Regions from separate parts of the Arachis hypogaea genome. Here region 2 is linked to region 1. The links are chromatin contacts, called in public Hi-C maps. All regions are on one chromosome and are shown on one strand. The core of a region is the stretch at or near the end of the contact, and the rest is flanking DNA. Distances in the headings are between cores, read along the strand shown. Region 1 has its middle 17 kb from the start of LOC112776243. Region 2 holds the start of LOC140183427.

Region 1 (2,700 bases), core at 116-2,615:
ATAATAAAAAATAGGTTTAATTACTCTGTTGATCCTTATAGTTTCACAAAATTTTTAATTAGATCTCTATACTTTTTTTCTTTTTAATTGAGTCATTGGACCAATTTTTTTTAATTAGATTCCTATACTTTTTTTCCTTTTATTTGGATCCCTACACTAATTTTTTTTTATAATTAAGTCCCTCTTGACATGAGGTACTTACCTACGCGTACGCATAACAAAAAAACGCACACACAAGCTGCATTTTAACACTTCTACGCATACACGTGAGTCATGCGTATACGTGACCCCTATTTCAACAAATATGGTTTAAATCTAAAAAAATTAACATATAAATTTGGTTTTTAATTGAATTTTCTTTTTATTATGAAGAACTTCCAAACTCACATCTAGTGATCCAACATAGGTTGGTGTGATCTCTCTCTCTGAGTTTAAGATTTAGAGTATTAATATTTTCGGTTATATACACACTCAGGGTTCATTTTTCTCTAATCACCAATTAGGGTACATTTTTTAATCCAAGTACATTTTGACAAAATTTAATTTGTTTCTAACAACGGAATAAGATAAGATAGAATAAGATATAAATAACAAGATATAAATTTTTTTGTTCTTATATTTTGTTTAATGATAAACTAAAATAAATTATAAAAATTTAATTTATTCTTATTTTTTTATTTAAAAAATTTAGACGAAAAATATAATAATAAAAATATAATTATAAAAAATTAACAAAAATAATAAAAGAAAAATTAAAAAATATATTATATTTTTTATTAATATTTTAATATTTTTTCTGTTAGAATGAATACAAAATATACTAATTTAATATTTTTAAACATAATATTTTTATTTATATCTTATTTATTAAATATAATTTTATATGTCTGTATCTTTATCTCAATATCTCGTGTCTATAAATAAACGCAGTCTTTGTGCGTGGCTGAGGATCTCACCCACTGCAGAGTGCAAGTGCAGACGGTAAAACATTCCATCGTCCAAAAAAAAAAAAAAAGTAAAAAATTAGTTATTCTCCTAATGGCTCATTTTGCATTGTGATTTGTGACTTGTGCTTTTGGTCAAAGTAATTTCACTCGAATATTTTATCTTCAGACCAAAAAATATAAAAATAAAAAATATGTTTGGGCCTTAACCATAACTATGACTAAGAGTATGATAATTTTTTCCTTGCCCGAAAACAAAGATCTAATTGCTGGGACAAAAACCGAAAACAAAATAGATAATTATTAAGAAAGAAAAAGATTAAAAAAAGTCTTTTAGGCTTTTGGTCATTTTTATTTTGGGTATTACAATCAATGTACACACGAGACACTACCAAGTTCCAAAGTTTTATTTATTTGGTTTGCAAGGCTGTGGATTAACTAACTGAACTAGGCCTTGCATTCCTTGGGCTTTCTTATGCATATTTATTATTGTAAATTATTATCAAAAAAATTTGAGAGATGGTCCCAACATGGTCCCTAATAATTTTTTTGAAACACTACGAGATCTTCAAACAAAAACTATACTTTTTTCGATCTTTAATATTTAATTTTGTGAGAAGAATTAGTCTCTATGTCAATGATCTCTATTCAAAATATACTTATGTGATACATTAATCATTAATATATCCTCTATTTAATTTTTATAAGTAAAAATAATTTAAAAATTATTAATATTTTTTAGTTTTACACAATAAATATAACTAATGTATTTAAAACAGGTAATAAAAAATAAAAATAAAAACTAAATGGTCTTGATAATTATCCTTAAAAAACAACGAAACTCCCAACAAAAGAGAATTTGTTAATCTTAGTTGGTTCTTAATGGATAAATCAACAATTTAACATATCATGTAGACTTATAAAGATAGAAAATATTGATAGAAGAACTAATCAATCTTATAAAAATAAAGATTAAAAGTCAAAAAGAGTTTTTTTTTTGGTCAAAAGCCTCGTATTTTAAAATAACTGTGAGGGTCGTTTAAGATTTTTTCTCAAAAAATAAAGAGCAAGTCTTTTGTGTAATTGTGTGTGATGAAGCCACCAACTTTCATATATAATTTTTGAGATTTTTTTTCTTTTAATCATTTGATAAAGTGTGATTTTTTAATGTTTAAAAAAAATTCTATTATATCAAGATCAAAGGTGATTGATTGGTTGATTAAATTTTGTTTTAATTGGCAAAATATATTTCAAGCACACATGGAAAAATAAGAAATGGATCCTTTGAATTTTTTCTTCTGAACTATTTAGTAAAGTATGATCTTTTACTTGACATTCTTAAGTATGAACAAAAAAAATTTTAGTAGTCAAGCTAGTTCCTGAAAAATAAGTCATTTTTTAAATTTGTCTCTAAATTTTTTTTTCAATAATCAAATTGATCCTTTAAAGATTACGAATTAATTATATCTATTTTTCAGTTACTTCACTCATAATTTCATCAATGATTGATAATGTGAAATATTAACTGATAGCATACATAATATATAACATGTTCAATTGAACGTTGACTAAATATATTTATGAAGATCTATCAATTTAGTTATTAGATTATATTGAGAATATGATATTTGTAATTAAAAAAAATGACTACATTACTAAATTTTCGTGAACATATTTGGTTAATATTCAATTAGATATATTAAGTATTATATATGTTATCAATTAATGTTTTACGATATCAATTTTTGAAAAAAAA
Region 2 (2,700 bases), core at 87-2,586, 130 kb before region 1:
AAGATTCGGATAAAAGAGTAGAGAGAAATGTGTGTGAAACAGTGCATAAAGTGGTGATTTGATATAATCCTAAAGTAGTGCAATAGTCTCACCTTGAAATTGAGTTGAAAAATAAAAATTTTAAAAAACATTGAATTTTACCTCTGTAACCAAATGAACCTTGTTTTCAAAAAATGAAAAAATTAATATTGAAAACAAAAATATAAGTCCAAGTTAAAATGAAAAACAATTTTTTTAAATCCAAATCCAAAATAGGCCCAACACTTTTAGACATAAGTGGCCCATCTAAGAGTAGACAAGTAAACATCCTAGGCCCACCAAATCTGATAAGCCTCCAACGAGTCTAAATAGCAACAAATCAAATTAATGAAGCTACTCATCATCTGCCCAAAATAGTCTCATCTCGACTTATGAGGCAAAACGCTTGAACCAGAATGTCAGAAGGATTAAGAAAAATTAGATGAATCAAGAATGCCCAGAGCAGTTCGTAATTTGCTGAACCTCTCTTCTATCAATGGTTTAGTAAAAATATCAGATAGTTGATCTTCAGATTTAACAAACTGAATATCTAAATTTCCATTTTGCACATGTTCTCTTATAGAATGAAATCTAACTTCTATGTGCTTTGTTATAAAGTGCAAAACAAGGTTTTTGAAAATATTTATAGCACTCATATTGTCACAAAATAATAGAATGTTAGATACTTTCAGTTTATAATCAGCTAACTGAGTTTTTAACCATAGTAGTTGAGAACAACAAGATAAGGCTGTAATATACTCAGCTTCGGCAGTAGAGAGTGCTACTGTTGTTTGCTTTTTGCTTGACCAAACAATGAGTGATTTTCTAAGGAAGTAACACATGCCACTTGTGCTTCTTCTATCAATTCTGTCCCCAACAAAATCTGCATCACAAAAATCCACTAATTGAAAGGAATCAGTCTTTGGAAACCATAAACCATATCAGTGGTACCAACCACGTATCGGATGATTCTCTTGACAGCTGAAAAATGTGATTCCTTAGGCTTTGATTGAAATATTGAGGATACTCCAACACTTTGGATGACATCAAGTCTTGAGGAGGCTAGATACATCAAAGAGCCAATGATCCCTCTATAGCGCATCTCATCAACATCTCTAGCATGTTCATCTTTGTCAAGCTTGATATTTGGATGCATGGGAGTTCCCATTGGCTTGGCACTTTTTAGCCCGAATTTCTTAACAAGTTCCTTTGCATATTTTTCTTGATGAATGAATATGCCTTCTGCAGTTTGCTTTATTTGCAAGCCTAGAAAGAAGTTGAGCTCTCCCATCATGCTCATATCAAATTCACTAGTCATAAGCTTAGCAAAATCTGCACACAAATCCTCATTAGCCGAACCAAAGATAATATAATCAACATAAACTTGCACAATAATGAAATGATCATTATAATTCTTAATAAATAAAGTGGTGTCAATGGCTCCTCTTTGAAAATTTTTTTCAATAAAAATGAGCTAAGCCTCTCATACCAAGCTCTAGGAGCTTGTCTTAAACCATATATGGCTTTAGCTAGTTTGAAAACATGGTTAGAAAAAATTTTGTTTTCAAACCCAAATGGTTGAGCCACATAAATCTCTCTATCTATTATGCCATTGAGGAAAGCACACTTTACGTCTATTTGGAATAGCTTGAAGCCACAATGAGCTGCATATGCAAGGAGCAATCTGATGGCTTCTATTCAAGCTACAGGTGCAAAGGATTCATCGAAATCAATCCATTCCTCTTGATCATAGCCTTGAGCAACCAATCTTGCTTTGTTTCGGATAATGGTTCCATTTTCACCCAATTTATTTCTGAAAATTCATTTAGTGCCAGTGACTTTCTTTTCATTGAGTGAGGCACTAATCTCCAGACCTGGTTTTTCTCAAACTTCTGCAATTCCTCCTCCATAGCTAATACCCAAGATGGATCAGCAAGAGCTTCTTGGATATTTTGAAGTTCAATCTTTGATATAAGAGCTAAGTTAGTGGATTCAGCTCTTTTCAAAGATGATCTAGTTGATATTCCTTTGGAGGGATCACCAATTATGAATTTCTCTGGATAGTTTTTTAGAAAATTTCATTCCCTGGGCCTTCTGGTTTGAGTTGAGGATTCAGGTTCCTCTTGATCAACAATGGCCTCTGCATCAGTGTTTTCTGCTGCGATAGGAGATAATTCCAAATTGTCCCCTGCAAAATTGGAATTTTCGCTGCTAATAAGTACAACTTCATAAGAACTTGGATTTTGAGGAATTGACTCAGTATTCTTGGGTAATTCAGCTTCAAAACATGGACTATCATCAATGCAAACACTAGGAACATTGTTAGACTCACAGAATGTGACATGCATGGTTTTTTCAATAGTTTGTTGTATACTCTATAAGTCTTGTGGTGGACGAAATTGTGATAAAAGAATTTCAGGCACTGTTAGAGAAGCTCACAACTCCGTTCAACTAACCAGCAAGTGTACTGGGTCGTCCAAGTAATAAACCTTATGTGAGTAAGGGTCGATCCCACAGAGATTGTTGGTATGAAGCAAGCTATGGTCACCTTGTAAATCTCAGTTAGGCAGATTAAATTGGTTTATGGGTTTTCGAAAATAGAAATAAGAAAATAAATAATAAAAGGGATAGAGTACTCATGCAGCTTCATTGGTGGGAATTTCAGATAAGCGAATGAAGATA

Evidence for each region. Hi-C and Micro-C count contacts between places; a contact is called where the count stands out from the background.
Region 2: a Hi-C map of leaf shows a contact between it and region 1, with 2.2 times the contacts expected there. The contact joins the promoter of LOC140183427 here to the enhancer-like site in region 1. A contact is called at or near these places in 2 of 8 Hi-C or Micro-C datasets (leaf and an unstated tissue).

The regions. Positions count from the first base shown.
Region 1 is chr3:37,378,621-37,381,320 of arahy.Tifrunner.gnm2.J5K5, reverse strand. No RefSeq gene overlaps it. Among protein-coding and RNA genes, the nearest start is that of LOC112776243, 17 kb to the left of the region's middle. Within about 2 kb of position 1,365, at least 1 of the 3 cell types and tissues checked has open chromatin away from gene starts, as enhancers often do.
Region 2 is chr3:37,509,381-37,512,080 of arahy.Tifrunner.gnm2.J5K5, reverse strand. It overlaps LOC140183427, which reads right to left and starts at 1,336. Exons shown (of 1, transcript XM_072231840.1): 1 at 920-1,336. The coding sequence starts at 1,336. The coding sequence ends at 920.